Regions from separate parts of the Arachis hypogaea genome. Here region 1 is linked to region 2. Evidence: chromatin contacts called from public Hi-C data. All regions are on one chromosome and are shown on one strand. Each heading gives the region's core, a stretch centred on a gene start, on an enhancer-like site or on the middle of the called end of the contact. The rest is flanking DNA. Distances are from core to core; before and after follow the strand shown.

The links. A called contact is a pair of places that touch in the nucleus more often than the background predicts.
Region 1: a contact with region 2 is called in a Hi-C map of leaf, with 3 times the contacts expected there. The contact joins the promoter of LOC112751069 here to the promoter of LOC114925377 in region 2. A contact is called at or near these places in 4 of 8 Hi-C or Micro-C datasets (leaf and an unstated tissue).

The regions. Positions count from the first base shown.
Region 1 is chr15:144,052,492-144,059,669 of arahy.Tifrunner.gnm2.J5K5, forward strand. It overlaps LOC112751069, which reads left to right and starts at 4,098. Exons shown (of 2, transcript XM_025800065.2): 1 at 4,098-4,562; 2 at 4,884-5,421. The coding sequence starts at 4,331. The coding sequence ends at 5,113. TRNAL-CAG (transfer RNA leucine (anticodon CAG)) reads right to left here and starts at 6,984; the gene lies at 6,904-6,984.
Region 2 is chr15:143,770,032-143,776,277 of arahy.Tifrunner.gnm2.J5K5, forward strand. It overlaps LOC114925377, which reads right to left and starts at 3,266. Exons shown (of 1, transcript XM_029292998.1): 1 at 2,433-3,266. The coding sequence starts at 3,266. The coding sequence ends at 2,433.

The sequences.
Region 1 (7,178 bases), core at 2,848-5,347, 280 kb after region 2:
AGCTTGCGTTTGGCATGGGAGGAGATCGAAATGTTGAAACGTGTCCCTGTGCCCCCTTACATGCCAACACCTCGAAGCTCCAAAACACAACATGCGTTTGGCAGGGTGCACAGCAAAACGCAACCTGCATTCGGCAACCTCCCCACCTACATGTGTGACACGTGTGAAGGAGAGTGGTGGAGCCGGCTTATAAAACCAAAACGCAGGCCATGAGAGTTTCATGGTGATCTTTCATTTTACTTGCTGTGAGTGAGTTTTAAGAGTGAAAGGGTTGGGGTTAAGGGTGAAAGGGAATAAGTTTGTGAGGAGGAAGAATCAGTGAAGATTTGGGACTTCATTTAGTACAGAAGAAAAAATGGTTCATAATTTTATTTTACCGGAAGAACACATTATTGAATATTTGAATCATCCTCAATGGGTAAGTAAATTTTTTTAATTTTATGATAAATAAATAAATTTATTTTTATGTTCTTTATTTATATGTTTTAACTAATAAATTTATTATTATTATTATTATTATTACATGTTTATAATAATCATGTCTATCAATAATAGTTTTTTTTATCATACCGTTAGTCATGAGATATTATTATTATTATTATTATTATTATTATTATTATTATTATTATTATTATTATTATTATTATTAGTCATTATAAAATACCGTATAATAATAATAATTATTTTTAATAATTTATTATTATTTTTTTAATAATTTATTATTATTTTTTAAGATAATAATAATAATACTGTTTAATTATTGTTGTTATTTTTTTTTGAATAAATTATTAACTGATATTATTTAGAATTTAATAATTATCATTTTTTTTGCAGGCTATCAGGAATTTGTTACCCAGAAAACTCGATCCGCTAGATACCTTTAACGAGGTAGCAGCAGTGACACTGGCATTGATTGGGTTTCAACACGTTTCGCGAGTAGGCGAAATAAGAGGTCATTCTGCACTACTGAGTGCCTTGGTGGAACGCTGGAGGCTGGAGACTCACACATTTCATCTTCCGGTCGGTGAAGTGGCAATGACGCTGGAAGATGTGAGCTATATTCTTAGTCTCCCGATTAATGGGGAGGCCATTACGGGTAGATCAGACAGCAGTCACCAGTTTTTGGTGGAGAACTGCATTGCGTGTTTTGGTCGGGAGCTCGGTTCACAAGATCACATGTTGGGGAAGGTTAATCTCGCATGGGTCCGGAGGTGCAGAGACACCGAGCCTTGTGACACTCAGGAGTTTGTTGAGCGGTACGTCCAGGCGCACATTTTCTGCGTGCTCGGAACAGTAGTGTTTCCTGATAAGTCGACCACTTCATTGAATTCGAAGTTTCTATCACTACTTCGCGATTTTCACCGGATTTCAGGATACAGTTGGGGGCAGCCAATCTGGCACACTTATACAGATCGTTGTGTCGTGCTTCACGATACAACTGTAAAGAGATGAACGGCCCACTGATACTGCTTTTTGTTTGGGCGTGGGAGTGTATGCCGCTCCTGACACCTATACCTCGCGATCAGTTCGGCGACGTTGGTATTCTACTTGCGCGACAGTATTGTTTTTTATTGTTATTGTTGTTGTTGTTGTTGTTGTTGTTGTTGTTGTTGTTGTTGTTGTTGTTGTTGTTGTTGTTGTTGTTGTTGTTGCTGTTGTTATTATTATTATTATTAATTTGTTATTCTTATTAATATTATTATTATGTTTTTTGTTAGGTGGAGTCATTGGCGCCGACATACAAGATATATACGAAGGCCAACTGCGTATTTTAGGCGAGGACTCGACGACATGGGAGTTGACGATGTAAGTTGTAACCATTAATGTCCAATATTTTTATTCAGAAGAATAATTTTTCTAATCGGCCTCTTGGTAACTAATGTACAGTTCTATATGGCAACCGTATAGAACTGTAACAGCGAGTTGAAATACCTGTGTTCACCACGAGTTTATGCAAATATGGAGCCTTGAACCTCCTTAAGAAGTTTGACCCGATGTGCCTGATGCAGTACATGTGCCACATCCTTGGTGGTGACCATGCACTGTTACTGTGAGCTATTGCAGCGTCGATGGAGGTATGGCGGTCAGAAATAATACCCACACCATCGAAAACTCCCATGCGTCTGCCGTCTCACCCTCGACTATCGCAAATGCAATAGGCACAATGTTTTTATTCCCATCTTGTGCAACCACTACCAGCAGTGCACCTTTATATTTTCCGTACAAGTGCGTGCCATCAACCTGCACCAGTGGCTTGCAGTGTCTGAATGCTACAATACACGGATAGAAGCTCCAAAAAACGCGGTGCAGAACTCTTACACCTTGAACCTCCTCACTCTCACGGTAAACGGGGAGCGTTTTAATTTGAACACGAGACCTTGGCATCTTCACCGTCATTACTTTCAACCATACTGGCAGAGTCTGGTAAGAAACTTCCCAATCACCGAAAACTTTTGCGACAACTTTCTGCTTTGCCAACCAAGCCTTGTGGTAACTCACAGTGTGGTTGAACCTGGATTGAACTTCTGAAAAATAACAGACTTCACCTTTATCGAGGGGTCTGCTTCGACCAATGGCCTAATGGAATCTGTAATTGTGTTTGAGTCCAACTTCGCATGATCTTGTGAAATCGTGCCCACGGTGCACATGTGCTTGCCATTGTATCTTCTGATCTCCCAACAAGCTTTTTTTCGAATCAAGCTAGCTCGGTTAAGCCAGTCGCACCCTGCACCATACCCCTTGCATTTCGCATAGAATGTCTGCGGCTTAGACTCATACACAGTGTAATAAACTCCTCTAGAGATATTGTAGCTTTTGATTGCAGATATCACCGACTCTCTCGAACCAAATTCCATTCCGACACTAAACTCGCCATCCTTCGCCGCAGCGTTGCCTTCACCTACGACATGCGCACAACCATCAGTCAGACAAGGCAAATAAAATAAGCACTATAGGAAACTTGAGTTAATAATCATAACATACCCGTATTCGCATACTCAGGAATTTCCGGGGCATGCATGACTTCGAGATCTAGAGTCCGCATAAAAGACGGAACACCAAACGGGTGCTGACTTACAATCGCATTCGCTTTATTTTGCACCGCCGGATTGCCTGCCAAGTCTCCGCCATCGTTTTTGTCATCGACTTCATAGTTAGCTTTGAATTCCTATTCACTGTCATTATTATCTTCTTCCCAATCTATATCTTCGAGCTCATCAACATTGACCTCCTCGCCGACCGCACCCAACCTGACTGTTGTTCAAACTCAACGTACAGCTCTATCATCGGCACGTGAGATTGGGTTTGTTGATAAATACACAACATCTGCTGTATACTGGCATCATCAGTGATGGGCATTATTTGAAACTGTATTAGCCCACCAAATACTTGCACATGACTTCTGTATAAAAGATCGCTCAACCTTTTCAAAATGTGGCTTTGAATGTTATTACAAAGCCTATTTTGCAACTCGACAAAACTCATGGTACATGGAATAGCAAATGACAACGAACATTCACAAACAAAAGTCATTCCTTCATGTAAGTTTGATATAACCTCATCGTTATAATGTACTCGCAAATTTGCAATATTTTCCATAACTTCAACCTCACCTAATTCGACTTTTTTGACACACCTAACTGCCAAAAAAACTAAGAACTACAATATATGTACAAGAAAGAAGAATATGATGAGTAGAAGTGGAGTGAGGCCATTTGGGCGAGCATTGTTTCGTATTTATAGAGAGGCCTCTTGATTAAAATATTTTTTTTCACAAAACACAACCTGTATCTTTTGTTTTCCAAAAAAATAATCTGACACCACAAAAAACACAGCCTGCGTTTTGCATTTTCCAAAAAAAAGCTGACATACAAGTATACAACACAAAACACAAGCTATGTTTTGTTATTACAAAAAAAAAAATACTGCCCATCACAAAACACAGGCTGTGTTTGGGCTAAAACAAAATAAAAAAAATTGAAAACTATGCAAAACACAAAACGCAGCCTGCGTTTATTTTGTTTTCTGAACCAAAAAAAAAAATAATGAGCCAAAAATAAATCGTAGCTTATGTTTTAAGCCTGACATCATAGTAGAGAAAAATTTATTCATATATCCATTTCATTGAACAACACCAACATTCATTTCATAACCAAAAAAAAAAATGAGCCCATAAACTATATATTACTATTAATGAATATTTGTTATTCTTTAAAAACGTACAAATAATTTTATTGTTCATTAATTTATTATTTTTAATATTGGAGGTAGTTAATCTTTAAATTTAATTAACTTTTCTGTGCAAGTTCCTCTGTTCTGTTCTGAAACAGCCATGAAGGGAGCACTGTTCAGAAACTTGTCTCTGTTCACGCGCCATCTTCGTCTTTCTCCTTTCAATGCGACTCCTCCTTCATCATCCTTCTCTCTTTCCTTAGCCGCTTCAACCGCACTATGCACCAGGTTCTTCTCTTCTAGTTCCAGAAACACCGTTTCGGATCAACCTAATTTCTCTCACACCCACAACAAGAACGATCCCATCGATGTCGAGGACATTAGCAACGAAGGTAACACTGCTAAACTCATCTTGGGATTCCCCCATTTTAAGATTAAATTTCGTTCTTTTTTATGCGTGTGCTTCAGGTGTTTGATATAATGCCTCACTGAAAGTAAGTATCTAATATATATATTTACAGTAAATATTATTTGGAAAAGAGAAGTTCATTGTATCTTATACGAAGTTTTGAACAGGTTTGATTTGTATGAGTATGACTATATATGGGAGCTAAATTATATGCAGGGATGAAGTTCTTTTTGATCTTTTGAGTATTGTTGTATATAAGCTGAAAGTTTTAGTCTTTTTGTTTTGTTTTGTTGTGGGGTTGAAGAGCTGAAGAGGCGTGTGGCAAGGCTTCGAGAGGGTGATGACGAGGCTATACCTTCTTTGTTTGAGGCTATACTGCAGAGGTCTTTAGCCGGCAAGCCTATAGAGGATGACCCAGAGTTGATGAGGGACATTTTGGGGAAGGGGACAGATTCAGAAGTTGAAGATGAAGATGAAGATGATGATTATTCTGATTGGGAGGAAAGTAGTGACATTGATGATGATGGTAAATGAATGAATGAGCTTTCTATTGCCAATGGCACTCAACATTTTCAAGTCAACCGTGGATTGAATGTTGTATAAGAGTTACAACAAATAAGGGTTTCACCGTTTCAGTGCTACATTGATGGAAAAGTTTGGAACCTTTTGATTTGTCTCAACAATGAAAATATACAAGATAGAGTTGTGTCATTTTATTCATTTTGCAAATCAGCCACAAAAAATCTTCTCTTTTGTTATATGATTATGATTTGTCCTTTATTGTGTAATCTTCCTATAACTATATCCTGATTCTACTAATACGATACTTAATATTGAACCAATTACTCATTTAGCTACAACCTATAAGATGTCTTTAGGGAAAAGGGGTAACGGATCCACGATATAATATATAATATCCATGTAAAAAAAAAATGAAGAAAAGCATGCTTGAATTGTGGTTCTGCTATGGTATGGTGTGGTGTGGTGTGAAATTAACGATGCAGAATTGAAGATGCCTTGCTTCTGTTTGAGGTCATCCTCCTTCTGCAGCCTTGCGTTGATCTTCCTTGAATTGAATAACTTAATTTTCAATAGTTTCAGAATATTGTTTATAAATAGTAAAAGTGAAGAATCTGCACCATAGAGTAAACAAGTGAATTCTGCAAAATCTTTGGACCCCAAAGATCTGGTCCCAGAAACTCTGCACAGGACGTAAAGCATTCGATTCTCTGTTTCACACACTCAATTTTTAAATTGTGTGCACTGTGCACAACATCTATTGGTGTCAAGAATCGAATGGATAGAATAGGAAGCAAAAGAATTTTTTGTTCCACTTTTGCCTCTAATCTCTCCACTTACTTAGACTTTACAGTATGCTAAATTGGAATGTGAAAAGCATCCTTGGAAACAAAGATTCGTATCTGATGAAAAAGGGAGATGGTGAAGGTCTGAAGGACACAACAACTGAAAAATCAAATCATAAACCTTATGCACACAAGATTTACATGCAGGTGCTTCATCGAAGTCACGAAGTGCATCATTTTCAATTACATTTGATGGTGAATTCATGCCTTTAAGCAAAGATGGGTAGCAAACTTGCCCTTCAAGAAAAGAGAAAAAGGTTTACATTTCTCAACAGGAGGAGGCAGAGCCATGACTCTGTTGATCATCATGCAAGCCATGCCAACCCCAAGAAACAAGAAGAAGAAGGCATCAAACCCAAAGAAAAATTGATTGAATTCCTGTGTAGCTGTTGCTTTCTTTGTGTGTGTTGTCCACTGGCAGCTGTGTGTTGCTGCTGCATCAAGATACCATGCAGATTCTGTCACAAAGCGCTACAGCATGTTTGGCGGTGGGCTTCTTCTTGTGGAACAAAGAGAAGGGTTTTCGCCGAGTATTCTTCCTTTTCCGACATTGATTCTGATGTCGCGTCTGGTAAGGTTAAGGCTAGTATTCATGGAACATAGTTTACTAGAAATTAAAGCCAGTAACGGTAACTATTTCTTGTGGTTAGATTACAAGTATTTTATTTAGAGATAGTTTGATATGCATTATGCAAAACAGTATGAAAGAACTAAGGTAACTATGTTAAATAAACAGATTTCATTTTGCTTAGTGCACCTTCATTTTTTTAGTGCAAGAATAATCTAATGATTTTTCCATTTATTAGTTGACGTAGGTATATTGAATATAAGATACAGTCCAAAAAGAATAAAACGTTGTTCGAAGACATGTATGGTGATAGCTTTGTTGAAGATTAATGATCTACATGTTTAAAATATTCTGGGTATTAAACTTTTTGTTTAAACTAAGAAAAAGAAAAATGTCAAGAATGGGATTCGAACCCATGCCCTTTCGGACCAGTACCTGAAACTGGCGCCTTAGACCAACTCGGCCATCTTGACTTTTAAACATCGGATGAAATATTCTTTTAAATAACCGCACATAAGATCTTTACTTTCTATTTTCCATTGTGCATGTTTTTTTCAGAAACATAATGATATACAAATTATTCATGAATATTTGTTTATAAACTAAGAACTTTTTTTTTTTTCCATTTTGGAGGGAGAGGTAGGATGGAGAATTATTAGTATATAAA
Region 2 (6,246 bases), core at 2,016-4,515:
AAAATTAATATTTTAATTATTTATAATTTAAAAAAATACTATTCTCAACCCTATGCCAAAAAAAAAAGTGATCAGCTGTACCATGTAAGAAATTAATATTGTATAAAAAAAAGTAACAAATTGATAAAGAAAGGCTTTGAAGAAAGTGAGATATGAGGAGTAAGAGTGGATAGGAAAGGAAAGGGACCCCCTGAGTCCCTCACAGAAATCACAAATGAGTGAATGAGAAAGAGTCAAAAAGACATGAGTGTCTTGAGATTATGGTGTCATACCAGCCCCTATACAGAAAAGTAGTTGTCATCATGTGTAGTGTGGAGTGCTATTGTCTTCATTTCTGTGCCAAGCAAATTTCTTCTATCTAAAGCAACTACTTTGCTCTATGCTCCAACCAGAGAGAGAAATTCTACAGGCTCACTGAGTATTATTATTATTATTATTATTATTATTATTATTATTATTATTATTATTATTATTATTGTATGGTCTCATCTCATCTCTGGGTCAAAAGTCAAACTCAAATGCCATGCTTCAGTAAGCAGAAGCATTGTTCATGAGTATAGTACTTCATTTTTTCACCTCAATCATGATATTTATACATAAAAATTTAATTATTTATCCATAAAAAATATATATTAAAATATAAAATATATATTAAAAAAATTAAATAATATATATTTTTAGGGATAAGTATGATTTTGCTCCCTAACGTAGGGACTAAAAATTAATTTTGTCCTTAATCTTTTTTTCGCAACAAAATAGTCCCAAATGTTTCAGTTTGTTTTAAAATTGTCCCTCGGACGATTTTACCCATTTGGTCGTTAGCTTCCGTTACGACCGTTTTAACGGATTGTTGATAATGTTAATTAATATAAATAATAATAAAAGGATCAAATAATGAAAGTGAATGGATGTGAAGTGCAGGGGAGGATGAACGATGGCGGCTTCTGCTGAAGGTCGACGAAGAGTAGCAGCGCTAGGGTTCAGGAGACAGCGTCCATGGCTTTCCAGAGCTCAAGAGCATCACGTTTTCGTTCAGCTGCAAAGGAGTTGCTCTGTGGCCATGGTGAGAGGCCGATTTTGCGAACTTCATCGACGAAGGATAACACGGGACGAAGATTTTGGGGTTGCGTATACTATGAGGTAAGGTGTTCTTCCTATTTTGCCATTGTGGGTCTGAGAATTTGGGATTTGTTCATATGTCTCTGTGACTTCTGTCAGGTTCAGGATAGCTGTGATTTCTTCAGATGGGCAGATCCGGAACCTGGAAGTGTTCAGGAAGAGGTTGAAATTGCAAGAAATAGGAGGAAGATAACGAAATTAAAGACAAGATTGAAGGAGGTGGAGACGAAGCTTTGGGTTGTTGCTGCTCTATGTATTGCTGGCTGGGTGCGATTTTTGTTCTTATTGCTGCAGAATCAATATAACTTAAAGCACCCGAATGGAATGCACCTAGGTTATAGATGATTTGGTGGGGAATGTTATGAGATTTCTTGTGTTGTGTGGGTAGAGTTTGAGGGTATTCTGTGATGTTACAGTGGTTTAAATGTGTAGCTTTGAATTAATGAAGGAAAGTATTGTTTAATGTTGCCCAAAATGTCAACTTCTTTAATGGTGAAGTTGTGTTATTTTGTAATGTAAATGTAGTTCATGAGTAAAGTACAAAAGCATTGAAAACAGGATCTAAAAATTCAGTAATTACTAATGGCATATTTCATTTGATGAATAGTTAAAACAACACAAGTAAACTGTTTGCCTCCACATGCCTAGTTTCAAAATACAGAGAAGCAACACTTCAAGTGTTCTCAGGCACTTAATACCAAAATACAGTAATAAAACCAATGTAACTAAGGTAATGTTCTGAAACTAAATAGCCAATACCAAAATAGAAACACTGCTTGCAAAGCACTAAGACATGAGTCACAAAAGATTTCACATGCAAATCCTAAAGATTTTCCCATTAAGATGGAGGTAATTTGGCCATCAACTTCAACTTCTGTAGGGGTACATGAGGTGCACTGCTTTGAAGGATAGAAAATTGTCTCTTCCTCACAGATGGCTGGCTAAGGGGCTGTTTGTTGCTGGTGGAGGTTGCAGCTAATACAGCCTTGTTCTTGGGGTGGGCCAAGATGTTGGGCTGAGTGGAAGCTTTCTTGGGCTGAGGTGCTTGTGTGGTGGGCCGGGCTACACTTTTCTTGGGCCTTGGAGGGGGGGTTTTCCTAGGCTGAGATGTTGGCAGGTTGGTTGGTGATGGTGTGGTCTTTCTCTTTCTTCCTCCCCAAACTGTCTGACCAGGTGCCAGTTTAGGTGTATCCTTCTTAGCTCATTTAGTTGAAGTTTGGGCCTATAAACAAAATATAAATCATAGAGATAGTTAAACACATATCATATAGTAGTCAAATTAAATTTATGACAATCACAATGGTAAGTGAACCCTAGAACAGCATGTCACAAACCCTCTTCTTAGACTTGGTGCAGCCGCTTTTCTTGTGTCCCACTCCACTACAATTGGAGCATCTTTGGACTTGTCCCCTCCGTGACAGATGAGTCTGGCTTCTGTTGTCTTCATCTGTAGGCCCTCGCTTCCTCTTCTTCACCGGTCTGTGGCTTGGCCTCCTGTATGGAGATGGGATGACATCATTATATTGAGTCCTCTCCCATAGCTCCGGGCCGTTTACAGGGTGTATGACCTCCCGGTAGCACCTCAGGTAGGCCTCCTTCTTGTAGTAGTCATCCACATATGACTCCAAATCAAGGCCCTTGAAGGTGATGCAGCTGATGGCATGAGGACAAGGAATCCCACTCATTTGCCATTTTCTGCAAGAACATTCACCAGCAGCCAGATCCACAACATATTTATCTAGACCACACATAACCTCGTACTTACTAGCAGCTGACCAGTATGGCCTCCAGTCCCTAGCTAAGCTTTTCCGTTTCTCTAATTTCTTTCTAATCATTGGCATAATGTTTCCTGGATAATTAAGAACCCATTCCCTATTTGCAGCCCATCTAGTCATCATATACACCCTAATATCCTCTAACATGGTCACAATAGGTTTCTCTCTTGCTTCTATTAAGACAACATTGAAACTCTCACTCATATTATTAACAAGACTGTCACATTTAGATAGGAAAGTAAACCTGGACCTTGACCAGAACCTTGGTGGAATGCCATTCAGATGTCGAAATGCTTCCTCATTCAGACCTCGCAAAGATTTCATCTTCTTCTCCCAGCTCTGCCAATGATTTGCTTTAACACACCTCCACATCTTGTTCTTCAGCTCTAAACCAGGAAACTTCTTCCTGAAGTTGCTGTAGAGATGCCTGACACAGAACCTATTTGTACTACTCCCTAAAGTCTCCTTGTATCTGACTCAAAGCCTCCTGTTTTGTCTTAGCTGCCATTGCCTTCGTAACGGTCAGGCATTTTTTGTGAGCCCTTGCAACCAGCTCCTTCACCTTGATCCTTGGGTTGGATACAACTTTCTTCTTAAACTGGCTACCCAACCACTTGCTATGCATAATTCCAATCCGGTGTGTCTGCCTGCAGGTATGTTGGAGATTCATGCTTCTTAGTTGCCAAGTGGATTCCTCACCGACCCTGTGTGCATATAACCAAAAGGGGTAGCCTTTCTGACAAACAGCCCGGACCCTCACCAAGTCACACTTCTTGAATTTAATGTTCCTAGATGTGTGGACTGCATAGGCCACCATTGTATCCTTAAACTCTTGCCGAGATTCATACAATGTGCCCACCTTCCATTGGTACTTTCCCATGTCCTTTTGAGACTTATGCACTGGAAACCTCTGCCCCTCACCTTCAGCAGCGTCCTCTCCATCATCAGCACCCGACTCTTGTCCTCCAATTACATGGTCATGCTTCAATTCATCACTGTCAACTGCATCGTCATAATTCAAATCACTTGTGACAACCTTTTTGCCCTTCCCCGCATTAGAATCCTTCGGCACAATATTATCTTCACCGAATCCACTTTCATAGTCGTAGACCTCATCACTGTCAGTGAAATGGATGTCTTCGACACTATTTTCCTCTTCATTAGATGGCAAGTATGTTGGGTCATCACTGTCTTTGCCACTGGTATCATGGTCACTATCCGCCTCATGTCCCTCTTGGCCTAATTCCACTCCACCGTCCTTATTCTGGCATTCGGCTTCAGCCGCAACCCCAGCTCTATCAGTCTTTTGTACGTTCCCTTCGAACACCACTAAATCCAGACCACCACCTTAAGGTTCCTCACTCTCGCCGCCTACAGTTTCTCCCCCCACGTCCAGAAAACCGACCTCCGAAAACCCCTCGGCATCCCCAACCTCATGCACCACAAACAGATCAACAAAGCCTCTCCTCCCTGCTATGGTATACATTTCAATTGCCTCTGTGTCACCTGTCAACAGCTTCAACTGACTCTCATAATCATCCGCAGTTAGGTCTTTGTACCATAACGCGGCGATGGTGGACTTCAAGTATCCAAGCTGCCTCAGCTCCTCGTATGCCTCAAACACACTCCACCAATCGCCGTCAATGTCTTCCACGACTGTAGATTGACCCTTCAAGTACTTGAACACACCATTCTCATATTCAAATACCCCACTATGGTGCACCCTCACGTTGAAGAGCGCCATCTCCTTCCCAAACAACCCTATTAATCAACACAGGGCGTTAGTAAACCAACTAACAACAACAACTACTACAATCAGTTCAAACCCTAGCCTTCCACACACCTTCGCACGATCCACATTAAACCCTAAACCGGTTACGTCCATCAACAAAGGAGAAATTGCATTCAAATAATGCTTACCTTGCCAAAGGCTTTCTGTAGGAACGAAGCCAAGTCAACAATGCAGGAAGTTTCCCGGCAACCTCGCTCGAGCTACCAACGTCGAACAGTCCTTGCAGGAAGGCCTTCCAAGGGTTTCACACAATCGTTTCATTCTGCAATCCTATTCTCAGACAATGCCTTGCTTGGGGAAGGCAAAATGATTTCGCGAGAAGGAATAGCAACTAATAGGGACATTTTGGTCTTAAAAAATTATTTTTGGACGCAAAGGACGATTTTAAAATAAACTGAACATTTGGGACCATTTTATTGCAAAAAAAAAGATTAGAGACAAAATAATTTTTGGCTCCTACGTTAGGGACCAAAATCATACTTATCCCTGTATTTTTATATATAATGGGTAATTTAATGATATATATATATATATATATATATATATATATATATATATATATATATATATATATATTGATTTTGTAGAAAGCGTGACTTTTTAATATAGTTGCTTAACATTTGAAATTTGAATTTAAATTTGCTAATTAAGAAAAGAAAGGAATATTTACCACTTTTTTTCCCACCATATGCTAATTATTTCAATTTTATATTATATTAACTATTATGTGGATGTAAATGTAATTGAAAAATTCATGAGTAATTATCTAAATTAGTTTTCAAGAATTTTAAAAATGGATATTTTAGTTTTAAAAAAAATTAATACATACAAATATTTTTAAAGTTTTACTCCGACAGACAAATTAATTCTAAGTTTATTTTTTAGCAGAATAATTACTCAGATCAGTTCCAAAAAATTTAAAAGCAGACATTTTAGTTTCCAAAAAAATTAATACACAACAATATTTTTTTCTATTAGACATAATAGTCCTCTGTCAAAAAAAATAAAATAAAATGATTATTATTATTATTATTAATTACACAATAATATTGTACCATAATTTTTTGTATTTTTTGGACAAAATAATAAATTTATTCATTAGATTCTTATGTATGTATTTAATTTATGATAATAATAATAATAATAATAATAATAATAATAATAATAATATTATTATTATTATTATTATTATTATTATTATTATTATTATTATTATTATTATTATTATTATTAAAAATTATTCTAGAAGAAATTCAAAGTTAAAACTATTTGATGTTTTTATATTTAGTATAATCTAAAGATGTTCTATTTTAAAAAATATATTTGTATTAAAAGAAAATATTTTAATTTAGATTTCAAAGCATTATTATTCATCTTACTTGTTTTTAACGAAAAGAGTGTATTAATATGTTAGTGTCATCCTCTACATATACAAAGCTAAATTAATAATAATAAAAGTTGATATATAATAAAAGTAAAATAGACAGAAGACTGTTATGTCTAACAAAAAAATGTTAAAAAATGATCTGTATATTAATTTTTTTAAAAACTAAAATATTC